Regions from separate parts of the Oryctolagus cuniculus genome. Here all the other regions are linked to region 2. The links are chromatin contacts, called in public Micro-C maps. All regions are on one chromosome and are shown on one strand. The core of a region is the stretch at or near the end of the contact, and the rest is flanking DNA. Distances in the headings are between cores, read along the strand shown. Region 1 has its middle 78 kb from the start of MIR15A. Region 2 holds the start of RNASEH2B (ribonuclease H2 subunit B). Region 3 has its middle 22 kb from the start of MIR3613.

Region 1 (4,055 bases), core at 1,257-3,756, 850 kb after region 2:
GAACTCCTCACCATAGGTCTCTCCCTTAAAAAGGGTAGGGATGGGGGGCCGGGGGCGGGGTGGGGGGCGACAAACCTGGAAAGGTTTCACCAAATACCAGAGGTAAACTGCCGCCCTGTCCAGTCCGTGCGAAAACGCCCTCAGGTTTGGACGAGCCCAGTGCTCGGCCCGGGGAGCCCGGTCCGGGGTGCGCGGGCCCTCGCAGAGTCCCCGGCCTGCACTTGGCCCGACTGTGGGTGAGTGCGCGGAAAGTTTCCCTAAACCACTTGAAAGAATAACAGAACACTTCCAGACTGTTTACCAGTGTCCAGCTGCCCAGAAAGGTCCGACGCGTTTCCTGCCCTCGTTCCAGTTCTGCCCCGCGTTTTCTCCACCAGTGATCTGGTGGGCTACGTTATTTTATTGCAACTCCACAAAGTCAAAATGCGATCTGGAACAGTTAGGGAAAGGACCGGAAGCTGCGAAGGTTAATTACACACAGACTGGCTAACTTGCACTTGGTATGGGAAGGCCTTCCTCTCGTGTTTACCGCCCTCCTTGTTTACATCGAGCTCAGGAATCGGGCTTTAGGCCGGCAGGGAGCTCAGTTTCATTTTGGGGTATGGCGGGCCCTATCGCTTCGTCACCAGGTTTTGAAGGAAAGTTCGAACGTTTTTGTCACAGATTTAACTTTCAGTAACACCTCACGCACTATATTCCTCCCCCACACTCCGCCCCACCGCGGCTGGGGTCTGCAAATTCTTTGGTCCCCGGCCCTTGGAGGAATTCGCGCAACGCCTTGCTGCACCTGCGGAGGAAGCAGAGCGTCTCCAGCGCTTGGGACGCCCGCACCGCGCTTCCCGCGCGCCGCCCGCCGGCTAGGGACCCGCTGCGAGCCACCCCCGAAGCCCCCATGTCTGCGCCCTCCGCCAGCCTTGCGGGCGGGAGCGGGCTAGCACCTTAACGCCTGCGCGAGCTGCCTCGCGAAGGGCATAGGGATTTGTCAGGTCCCAGGCTCCCGAGGCGAGGCCCGGACGCGCGCGCACATCGCGAGCAGGGCGGTGGCGCTCCTGGGGCTGAAGGGGAGAAGGGAGATGGAAACTCGGGACGCTCGGGAGCGCTCCCAACCGGAGATCCCCGCCGGGTGGCGAGGGAGTAGGTGCCCACGCTGTGCGTGACGCCTGGGCCGCGGCCCGAGCCCACGAGCTGGGCGCGCAGCTGGGCGAGGCCTCCGCTCGGAGCTTGGCGGGCGGCGCGGAGCCCCGGGGAGCTGGTTTTCCCGGGCGGGCACGTGACGGGGTTGGCAGCGCTCGGGCCCAAGCTAGGAGGAGGGGGAAGCGGCGAGCAGGAGGCCGGGGGCGGGCGGCTGGCGCGCTGTGTACTTAGGTCGTGTGCTGGGGCTTTTCTCTCCCAGGAGCCGGTGGGGGGAGGAGGAGGGGCCGCCGCTCCGCCTTCTCCTTTTCGCAATGTTGACGCAATCTATAAATAGTGGAACAAAAGGACCAACTTCCTCGGAGCTTTGCTGAAACTGCACAAAAAATCGAGCTGGGGGGTTCCCTAGTCCCCAGCGATGGGGCGGGGAGCGCGGCGCCGGGGGAGGGGGCGGGCGCGGCGGCGGAGCGGGCCCTGCCGAGCGGGGACACCTGGCTGAGGCGCAGCTGCCGCCGCGTCGCTCCGCGCGAGCCCAGGGCTCCGGTCCCTGCGCGGGCTCGAGAGCTCGCGCCGACCGGGGGTCTTCCTCCTGCGCCGTTGACAGGTCAGTCTGTGCCGCCCCTTTCCACACTGGGTTTGTTTTTTTTTCCCTCCCCCCAAGCCTCCACTTTTAGAAGCGAACTGAGGGATAAAATAGAATGAGGCGCAGTAGCGACAGCCACCAAACTGCAGCCCCCAGGAGCCCTCGGCGGGGGTGGCCGAGGGGGCTTTAGGAGGCGGTCCGCCCCTAGCCCCTCGTCGGGACGCCGCTGCCCGCGCCGCGGCCGAAGGCGAGGCCAGGCAGGACTGGCGCGCGCCGCCCAGGCGGCAGGGAGCGCGGCGGCGCGAGCTGCCGGGCGGGGCTCGGAGGGGGGCCCCCCGGCGGCCTCTCCCGCCGGGACCGACCCCCGGCGGTGACGTGTCAGGGCCGGGAGGCCGCCGTGCACGCCTCGCTCACTCCCGAGCTCGGACCTGACCTCTTCGCCTCGTCCTCCGCGGCCGTGGGAGGACTGAGCAGAGACGCGCGGTTGCTGCACGACACCGCGCCCCCCGGCTCCGGAGCCCACGCAACCCCGCACGCCGGGGCTGGGGGCAGGGTGGGACCCGGGGCACGCCGGGCTCCAGGAGCCCAGGACCCGAGCGCGAGCGCCCGCCGCGCAGCCGTGGCGGTTACACTGGGCGCGGGGGAGGGGGCGGAGCTGGCGCTGTTGACAGCGGCGCTGAAGCCGGGAGGGCGAAAGTTGGGGAGAGGGGGCGGGGGAGAGGTGGGAGTCGCGCCTGGGGGAGGGAGCGCGCGCGCGGGATTCGGCGGGGCGTGGGGGCCTGGTCACGTGACGGGCAGACGCCCCCGCTACAGGCTGGCTGCAGGGGTGACGTCACCACCCTTGGCTGCAGGGGGTGGCACTTCCGCTCCCTCCCCCATTGCCGCTGCCCTCGCCCCCTAGTACTGGTGGCGGCCACTGCTTGGCGGTGTGGGAGAAGGGAGAGGGGCTTCTCCCTTGCTGCTCCGGCCCCCGACCGCTTATGCAGCTTCCCTGAGTCCCGGGCCAGTGCCCTAAGCGAGAGCTGCGGCCGCCCTTTCACGGCGCTCCCCATTGTGTCAGCGGGCGGCGCTGGGCGGAGGCTGGTGCGGCCCCCCGCGGCTCCCCGCTCGGAAGGGGGCGGGGCGGGCCCGGGCGGCCGAGGCCAAGTGCGGCCGCCGGCCCGGCCGCGCGTCCCGAGAGCGCCGTCGGCGCGCGCGAGCTCCGACGTTGCGGACTTGCGGCGGGGCGCGGCGGCCTCGCCCGCGAGCCTGGGCGCCGCGGGGCTGGGGAGCCGCGCCGCGGCGCCGGCTCCGGCCTGGCGGGTGTGTGGTCGGAGTCGCTCGCCGCTCCTAGGGACGCGATTCCAGCAGTCGTTAGGAGCTATTTGGAGAAACTAGGGGTTTTGGTGACTCAGCGCGGTGAGCGCTATTTATAGGTAGATGCGTTAAGAGTGGGGAGAGACTTCGCCCGGATCCGTGCGCCCCGGGGATGGCACAGAGCTCTGTTAGGAGGCAACAATTAAAGACTTAATTTTGGAAAGGAAAAAAGATGCGACTGTTAGAACCTAGAACCTGTGCTGTAAGGTGTAGCAGGTCTCAACGAGCAGACTGGTTAAATACAGCTTATCTTAAAAAGTTGGGACGTTTTCCGGAGTAGATGGAGAATTTTGGGACACATAGTGACCAGAGACTTTTTTTTTTTGGATGGTGGTGTGTAAACCAGAAGTAGTAATTCAGGTAAAATATTCGGCAGTCTTAATAGACTGCAGACTCTCAGACCTGTGTTGTTTATTAGTTACAAGATTTGTTAAGTATATGACACCATGGCTAGGTCCGAAATAAAGGAAAGCTGGATGATGTTGGAAGTTCCTACACAAATGTTCTGTTACAAGACGGTGTGTGTGGCATTTATCTCTCATCAGAAATCTGGGGATTATAAATTACGTGTTTACCACCCAGTTTCTCCCTCCCAAGAAATCATTACATTACTGCCCTGCGGGTCTTCAACGGTGTTTAAGTGCTTGACAAACACTGATTAGCCGTTGCTTGTTTTGGCTTTATGGCTTTCATTCTTTTCTCCTCTCCCCCTCCCCCTCCCTCCTATCCCCGGTGTGGAAATCCTGGAGCGGTTGTGTGGTTGGCTGCACAGAGGCAAGAGTTCACACTCAGCTGGCTCAGCCTGTGCAGCTTTCCGTAGGTAGGGTCACCTGAGATGTTTCCTTTTGAAAGAAAGAAGGTGGTTCCTGGATGGTGGCGGTGAGGCCAGTTATGAAGAAGGGAAAGGGCATCAAAGCTGAGCAAACGAAGTGTATGCCGGTCTGCAGTCAACAACAGCGGCCAATTCAGTTCGGGTGCCCCGTGC
Region 2 (4,402 bases), core at 324-2,823:
ATTTTCCCGCCAACCTGCCAAAGTCCATGCGCTGCTGGTGGAAAACCACTAGGCTATTGGACATGAACACGCAAGCACCCAGATTCAGCCTCGCCACTTCGGGAAACACATCCCAGAGAAATGAGCGCTTGTAGCTACCAAAAACCTCAGGAAAAAAAAAAAAAAAAAAAACAATGCTCTTTGCAGTCTAATTCACAACTGAATAATACAAATGCTCACAGGGAAACAGCAGCAGCTGCAAAAACACCAAGCAGCCAACAAACCAACCACTGCTAAGTAATTGTGGATGCATCTCAGAGACCCGCAATGCAAAAAGGCCAGGCACAACGGGGTGCATTCCCAACCAAAACAGGCATATCCACTCTCTGGTGACCGGGGCCCCAAGAGCAGGTTTGAGGAGCGGCTCAGAAAGTTCTACCTCTGGTGAACCGCATGCTCAAAACTCATCCACTCTACAGTCAGAAGGGAAAGTTAAACACACAAGCAAAAACTACTCTTAACTGCCGTGTAGCCATTTTCAAAATCTACCATTCCTGGGAAACCAGACCAGTATCACCATCAGAGTGTATTTGCTGCAAAAAACACTCCGCGTTTGCGGACCTGTATCTCAACTCCAGATACAGCGAACAGGGCATCTTCTCCCCACGGCTACACCACCAAAGCGGTCAGATCCACAGGGAGGCTGCAACACGTGGCTCTGGCCCACCTGGGAACATCACTCTCCAGAAATGGCGTTTGGCCCAACAGCGACCCTCCTCCCGTTTCCCTGCTGCCTGGCCAGCCCAGGCCTGTCCCAGGACTGTTTCCAAGGCAACTCTGGGCCTACTCGCACCCCTGGCTCCTATCTAGTAGGTCCCCGTCGCTGGGCCAGCTGCCTAGCGGCGGACACCAAGTTACCCCTCCCTGGGCAGACACCCGGGGCGGCCACGCAGAGCGGCCGAGACCCAGGACCCGCCGCCCCACAGTGCTTCCGGGTCTCCAAACGGCGCCTGCCTAGGCCGTGTGGCCGAGATGCAGATCCCGCCGTCCCCTGGGAGGAACTCGGCCCCGCGCCCAGGACGGCGGCGCGCGGGAGCCGGAGCGCGGGGCGGCGCGCACGGGGGTCGGGAGCGCAGCACCTGCGAGCCCGGCCCCGCCGGCAGCCCGGCCGCCCCGCCGCTCCGCGCGGGGGCGTGTTTACCTGGGAGCAGGAACACGTGCTGCCGGACGCCCGCCGCGTCCCCGCAGTCCACGCCCGCGGCCATGGCTGCCTGCTTCGTCGGAGGCCCTCGCGGCATCCCAGGCCCCGCACCCGCCGGCCGCAGCTCGGCGGCTGCCGAAAATGGCGGGAGGAGGGGCTGTTCCGGGTGGCGCGCGCTGGGCCCCGGAGGCGGCACGGGCCGAGCGGCTGCGTTTCCGGGTGCAGCCCGCCGCTTGCTGAGCGCCTAGGAAGTTGAGAACCAGGCCGAGGCGCCCGGAGCTCTGCTTCGCGCGCTCCCCTCCGCCCCTTGACCGCGGGCGGGCGACTGCCCTGCGGCTCTCCAGCGACTGGGCGGCGGGGCCCGCAGGGCAGAGGCAGCTCGCCGCCTCCCGCAGTGTAACGGGACCAAATAGGTCTTCCTTTTCCTTTTCCTGCGTGCTGAACAACTGCACACCATTGAGCCTGAGACTGACCAAAGAGTTCCATCAGATAAGCAGTGCTTGCTTGTGATTTCCAGAAGCTGGCCTTGAGAAAGCCGGCTGCAGTTGCAAAGTAATCTTTGCGCCCGATATTTGAAATTATTTTAACAGAATGCAAAGGGGTATGAGTAATTCAAGAGGCGAAAGGCATGGATTCTAGGCTGTGTGGGCTGCCTCCTAATTAATGAAACACTGGAGTCTCTCAATACTGTTCCCTTTCAGCTCTCAGCCAAGTAACGTTTCGTAGCTACTTAATTGTACGGAATATCCTGCTGTGTCTTCCTCCTGATAAAGTCAAGCCATGGAATCTCCAAGTAGCTGCCCTGGCATCCAGGATAACCCTGGTATCAGACTCATCATAGGCAGTACTCAGCTTCAGCACCTCGCTCAGCAGTGTGACCTCCTTTGCAACCTCCTGAAAAGCCTGGGCGGGGGGGGGGGGGGGGGGGGGTTCAGCAGGAAGCCGGTTCTTGAGATGTGGATCTGCTAGCTTCTCATCCACCTGTAGATTAAGCTTTCTCGTTTGTTTATCCTCAAACCTTGTCCTGGTTATTTTGATTTGGCACCACTGACAAGGATGGAGCTTTGGGTAACAAGAGCAAGCCTGTGTTAAGGACAGCGGTTGTCACACCCAGATCCTAAAGTAACTTAGACATGGCCCTTCGTTCTTTGAATGTGATGTGTCAGTGGCATCGTGGGTTGAAATTCATGTCGGATTAATGTGTGCCCCACTTGCCAGCAGTCCTCAGACCCAGGTTAGTCCTCATCACCAAAAAGGTGAACAACTTGGAGCACGGACTATGATTATATCTAAGAAAGCTCTTTGTAATGAGTTAAAAAGTATGACACTTTAAAAACAGTGTTTCAAAAGTATCATGAAATTGGGGTTGGGGAGGTTAAACTTTTAAAACAAATTTTAATTGAAAAAGTAATGCTTGGTACATGGTTTTTAAGATGAACGAGAAAAATCCTTCTTTTATACTGTAAAGTGTGTCTCCTTCCCACCTGAGATCTGGAATACCTCTCCCCAGGGGCAATTACTGTTGATGGTTTGTCTATTTTTTGAGATCTCCCATGCAAGTACAAGTTCATGGGTCTTATTTTTTGCAGAAGTGGGAGAATGGTATGCGTGACTGCTATGTACTTTGCTTTTTCTTGCTTAATCTGGAAAAGAGTTAACATTTGACAGTGGTAGATCTGCCCCAGACTACTGCAAAGATTTGTAATGTCAAGCCTGTTTCCCATAGGGCGACATAAATGTCACTAACATGGATCGCAGGACACACCTGGTGGAGAGCAGGCCTTCTCAGTTCAGGAGGGGTGCCCTGTGCCAATTCTGGGCCAAACAACAGATCTATTCCCTCCCTCAGTACTGTACTATGGGAAAAGCTATGGTGTACAGGGCAAATCCCCAGGCACAGCATGGTCCTATACTAATAGCTATAAGAGAAGCTTCATGGGCGGGGCGCGGTGGCTCACTTGGTTAATCCTCTCCCTGCAGCGCCAGCATCCCATATGGGCGCCGGGTTCTAGTCCCGGTTGCTCCTCTTCCAGTCCAGCTCTCTGCTGGCCCAGGAGTGCAGTAGAGGATGGCCCAAGTGCTTGGGTCCCTGCACCCGCTTGAGAGACCAGGAAGAAGCACCTGGCTCCTGGCTTCGGATCGGCACAGTGCCAACTATATTGGCCATTTTGGGAGTGAACCAACAGAGGGAAGGCCTTTCTCTCTGTCTCTCTCACTGTCTGTAGCTCTACCTGTCAAAAAAAAAAAAAAAAAAAAGAAGAAGAAGAAGCAGCTTTGCCTGCAGTCTCTCGCTCTGTCACACAAAACTGTTCTCATTCTTCCCCTGTTCCTTTCCAGTCCTTGCTTATATGAATATGTATTTTTATGCAGCTGTTTTCACAGTATGAAGACATTTTGTCTGCCATAAACATGTTTCCCATGGTATCTAGAGCTATAGTTACTGGAAGAATGCTACTTCACACCACTGATGTACAAGGGTACTTAACCATTCCCTAGTGTGCAGTATTTAGGCTGCTCCAAACTGTTGTGATAATGCTACAGTGTCTGCTATGTGTGGACTATGCAACAGTTTGAAGTAATAAACTACATGTGCTTATGGCAACATGGATACTTTATATTGAAAAAAGAAAATCAGACAGAGGAAATGATTGATAGCAGAATGCCATGTAGTTAAATGAAAAACATGCATAAAATAATGCTGTGGTTCACAAGGATCCAAGCATATTTAAGACCATGCATCAAGTGTATATAAAAAAAAATGGGTTCTCTAAAATGGAGAGGGGTGATAGAAGGATTGGACAAGGGAATGAGGAGCAGGAGAAATCATATAAGAGAGGCGGGGCTGCCCTGGACAACGGTCAGCATGACCTATGAATGCCAACAGTGAACTCTCTGCCTCTTTTCTAGTTTCCCTTCTCCCTTGCTATGGTTTTAATATATCTCCCAAAAAGCACCTGTTGGAAACTTCATCCCCAATGCAACAATGCTGGGAGGCGTTCAGACCATCAGAGCACCACCCTGATGAATGATGGATGACGATTATTAAAGGACTTGAGGCTATTAAAGGACTTTGGCCATGTTAGGATTCAGCAAGATGAGTCCTCTCAATCCTACATTGCCCAAATTTTGTAGTTACCCTTACTTTATATAAATATATGGACTGTTTATAACTGTATAAATGTGCATGCACCCAAAGATGCATCCAGACTCCAGAACCACAAG
Region 3 (4,463 bases), core at 1,698-4,197, 1.0 Mb after region 2:
GAGTTCCTGGCTCCCAGACATTTGGGAAGTGATCCAATAGATGGGAGCTAGTTGTCTGTTTCTCTGCCCCCCAAAGTAAAATAAAACAAAATCAGAAATGCAGAATCTGAGGTAGCATTCCAAACCTACGGAATCAGACTCGGCTTGTTAACAAGAGCCCCAGGTGATTCGCAAGCATCTGCAGGGTTGAAAGGCAAAAGCAGTGCTTGTGCTCTTCTCTTCCTATGGCTGCAGAGAATTCAGACAACTTGCCCTATTAAAAGGTCCTCACCATCCAATCTTAAGCCACTTCCTTCAACACCCCTTGAAGTCAGGGCCTCTTTTCTGGGTTCCTTTCCCTTCTCGGGGCCATCCCCCGACTCCTCTGCTCAGGCCAAAGCTCATCTCTTGGGGCCACATTCAATGTTAGCATTTCTTTAAGGGCTGTGGTTTTTGCTGTACTTCTTCCCAGGCTGAACCTCTAATACAGAGCCAGTGCTGCTGCCCCCAGGCACCTCGTTTAACCTGTCCTGGGAGAGCCCCTTGGAGCTGAGCCTGACTCCTCAGTCACGTGCCCTCAGCCTGTGGCATGGCAGGGCCTTGGGAGTCCCCTTTCCCATTGCTCACCCTGAAGTCAAGTTCCCTACCCTGCATGACTTCCTATCCCTGTTCCCCTTTTTTCCCAGCTGTTCCCTACAGCCCCAAGAGACAACCAGAATACAGTCCACTAACAGCTGCTTTTAAAATGGAAGATACCCAGGGAAGGGGAGAAGGAGGCTGTTTAAGAAAACTGCCTCCATGGGGCTGGCGCTGTGGTGTAGCAGGTAAAGCTGCCACCTGCAGTGCTGGCATCCCATATGGGCATCAGTTCAAGCCCCCGCTGCTCCACTTCCGATCCAGCTCTCTGCTAATGCACCTGGGAAAGTAGTAGAAGATGGCCCAAGCCTTTTATACCCTGTACCCACATGGGAAACCCGGAAGAAGTTCCTGGCTCCTGACTTAGGATCAGCCCAGCTCCAGTCATTGTAGCCATCTGGGGAGTGAACCAGCGATGGAAGATCTCACTCTCTGCATCTGCCTCTCTGTAACTCTGCCTTTCAAATAAATAAATAAATATTAAACAAAAAAGAAAAGAAACAAAACTGCCCCCAGGCACTGGTGTGGTGTAGCACCCCAGTTATTCTGCTTTCAATCCAGCTCCCTGCTAAAGCACCTGGGGAAGCGGTGGGGGGGGGGGGGGGCAGGATGTTAATGGAAAGGAAGGGGAGGGAAGGAGAAGGGAGGAAAGAAGGACAGAAGCAAGCAGTGTGCACCCTGGGAAATAGCAGATGATGGCTCAAGAGATTGGATTGCTGCCATATACATGGGAAATCTTGACTGAGCTCTGGACTCCTGGCTTCAGCCTGGCCCAGCCCTGGCTGTTGTAGGCATTTGGGGAGTGAGCCAACAGATGAAAGATCTCTCACTGTCTCTCCATATGCATTTCAAAAAAAAAAAGGGGGGGGGGTACAGGCCAGAAGATGATCATGGCTTCTCTGAAACAAGGCGGTGCTGAGAGGTTGGGGGAATGCATATGCTTAAAGCACTAGATTCTGCAGTGGCCTGGGGCTTATAGTTTGGGGTAGCTGTGGAAGCTTTCCAATGTGAAGAAGAGGATTTCAGATTACTGTACTGCACTCTGGAAGTCATGGCCTCAGCTGGAATCACAGCAGAAGGCTTCTTGGCTCTCAATCTAGTGCTCAGGTTACTTAACCACACATTTTTTTTACCCTTTATCATTTATTACATATTTGGTTTCCCACAAAAAAGATTTATTAAAAATATACTTCCAGCATTTTAAAAAATATTCTTAGAATATTGTTCATATTCATTATTAAAAGAGTGGCAAAGTTTTATGTGCTTTATTTTGTAGTTATTTGTGTACTTTTTACGTACCAAGCACTGTCCTTGGAGCTTTATAAAGATTAACTCATTTAATCTTTAAAATACCTAATAAAACAGGTACTGTTATTAACCTCATTCATAGAAGAGGAAATGAAGGCACAGAGTTTAACTCACTTCCCCAGCCAATAAGGAATGAGCCAGAATGCAAACCCACAGAGGCTGGCTGAGCCACAGCCATCCACTTAACCACTGGGTTGTGCTTCTCAGAAGGGCCTGAACATGTGTGAGTGTGTGTATCAGATATTAATATATTTTATATAATAATATTTCTACTTAAATATGTATGTAGGGGGAGAGAGAAGGATCTAGGTGCATTGTTCTCCAAATGGCCACCTTCCCCATTTCCAACATATACCTAAAGCCCTGTTCGGAGAGCTGTGTCCTTTCGTAGGTAGAACCTCCTGAGGAGTCTACAGGAGCAGCTCCATAAGTCTCTGTTCTTCATCTGAGATATGAAATAGCACTGGATGAACTACTGTGTCCAGGAAGTAAGGAAACTTCCCGTTTAAAAATGATTAAAACTTTTGGGGAAACTCATCAGACAACTTTTCTTTAGGTTTGACTTTGTGAGCTGTCATGGATTAAAAGCTAATTCCGGGCTGGTTTTGTGCTTTTTGGATGAAGTGTAATGAGGGTTTGTTCTGTGCAGCTTGAGATATCTAATGTGTCTGTGTAGTTTCAACTGAAATTTCTGCAGTCGGGCCGGGCCTTATGGAAAAGGTGGCTCCAGTAAACAGGCACAGGGAAAGCAAATGGAATTGTAGCTACCGGTGCATGCGCGCCCTCTGCCGGCCACACGCGCACTATCCCGCCCGCTAAGGGCAACTGCTGGGCTCCTGAGTTCCAGCCTCCTGCAGTATTACAATCAAACTACATTTAACACTTACGTGAGCTGGACACACTGTGCCTGGCCTAATGGGGCACACCCAAGTCAGATCACTGGTACAGCAACGTGATAGGTGTGTCACTGCAGCTACGCTTCATGGCCCCATTAGTTTACGACCACAAGTTGCTCACAAGAGCCCAAGTCAAACAGCACAGCACAATGCGCTTTTGTTGGGAAGGAGAACGGGTGACTCACTAGGGTTTGCTCTGTGTACAGAAACAGATGACTTGCACAGGAACAACAGGACTAGTGGGTGCTCCTTGGAGACCCAGGCCACCTGTGGGGAGCCCTGACAGCTAGCTCTGCAGGATGGAAGCAGGAGCAGCAGAGAAAGGTCAGCATTTAACAAAAGGGTAGAAGTTAAGAACAGGGGCCAGAAGGAGACCCCATGCATTTTTCTATTAGATTAGTAAGCAAAAAGTGCATTAAGAATGCACAACCAACATCTCTGATACTTTTTATAACAAGACGCTAGCTTATCTTCCCACTAGAGCTTGGATTTTTTTTTCTTCTTTTTTTAACTTTTTTTTTTTTATTATTTGACAGGTAGAATTACAGACAGAGAGAGACAGACAGAAAGGTCTTCCTTCCGATGTTCACTCCCCTAATGGCAGCCATGGCAGGCGCTGTGCCAATCCAAAACCAGGAGCCTGGTGCTTCCTCCTGGTCTCCCATGCAGGCGCAGGGACTCAAGCACTTGGGCCATCCTCCACTTCCCTCCCGGGCCACAGCAGAGAGCTGGCCTGGAAGAGGAGCAACTGGGACAGAATCCAGCGCCCTGACTGGGACTAGAACCCGGTGTGCCGGTGGTTTTCTAACAGAATTTTATTTGGTCTCGTTTGAAAAACGAGACCAAGAGGCCTTCACAAATTCTAAAACACAAAAATTCTTTCTGTTCCTCTTTTCAAATTTCCTCAGATTCTGGACACATGCAGCTACTCCCTGTGCCTTTTAGTTAACTCTTTGTCTCCTCCAGCAATGATTCCACTGTGGAGGAAATGCCGCGGAAACATACCCACTATTCAAGCCAAGAAGAAAAACACCTGGAAGGAGAGAAAGTTTTTTTTTTTTTTTAATTTCTTTTAAAACAGGTGGAAGGAGAAAACTAAGGAGGTAGAGAAACAGACTACTCCATGCAGCCTTCTTTCTGGACAAATGTCTTGGACCCACGCCCTGCAGAAATGCCCAACATGACAAGAGAGTAGATGTAATTACAATGAGGCTGTTTGATGAACCTCTTCTAAAAAGGTTCCTATGAAAGTGCCATTCAGAAAGTCTATCGAAAAGAAACAGGGAGGAAGGAGAGACAAAACTTGAGCCTCTTGAGAGTGGAAGCAAAAGAAAAAAAAAAAAGGAAGGAGGGAGAAGGTTGGGGAAGCAGAAATAGGAAACAAATACAGACAATTAGGAGGCAGGTGCCTGCACTATCACGAACATCTTAAACCTATAAGGATCACGCACGTTGGAAAAACACAGCAGTCAGAAGTGCTTAAGGTAAAAAGTGAGAGCGTGGAGGTGGAGGCTATGACAAGGGACCTGAATGCTCACCTGCTTAAAATCAGCCCTGGACACCTGTGGTTTAAACCAAGTACTCGCAGCCAGGGACTTAACAGAAGACCTTTAGATGGACTGCCTGCCCCTGAAAATCCTCACT

What was found. Hi-C and Micro-C count contacts between places; a contact is called where the count stands out from the background.
Region 1: a contact with region 2 is called in a Micro-C map of ear pinna, with 3 times the contacts expected there. The contact joins the enhancer-like site here to the promoter of RNASEH2B in region 2. A contact is called at or near these places in 2 of 6 Hi-C or Micro-C datasets (ear pinna and an unstated tissue).
Region 3: a Micro-C map of ear pinna shows a contact between it and region 2, with 7 times the contacts expected there. The contact joins the enhancer-like site here to the promoter of RNASEH2B in region 2. A contact is called at or near these places in 2 of 6 Hi-C or Micro-C datasets (ear pinna and psoas muscle).

What each region holds. Positions count from the first base shown.
Region 1 is chr9:69,382,957-69,387,011 of mOryCun1.1, reverse strand. No RefSeq gene overlaps it. Among named protein-coding and RNA genes, the nearest start is that of MIR15A, 78 kb to the right of the region's middle. Within about 2 kb of position 2,506, at least 7 of the 8 cell types and tissues checked have an H3K27ac peak or open chromatin away from gene starts, as enhancers often do. A contact at or near this core is called in ear pinna, where this site is marked.
Region 2 is chr9:70,231,594-70,235,995 of mOryCun1.1, reverse strand. RNASEH2B (ribonuclease H2 subunit B) reads right to left here and starts at 1,573. Exons shown (of 10, transcript XM_017350303.3): 1 at 1,181-1,573. The coding sequence starts at 1,277.
Region 3 is chr9:69,234,930-69,239,392 of mOryCun1.1, reverse strand. No RefSeq gene overlaps it. Among named protein-coding and RNA genes, the nearest start is that of MIR3613, 22 kb to the left of the region's middle. Within about 2 kb of position 2,947, at least 2 of the 8 cell types and tissues checked have an H3K27ac peak or open chromatin away from gene starts, as enhancers often do. A contact at or near this core is called in ear pinna, where this site is marked.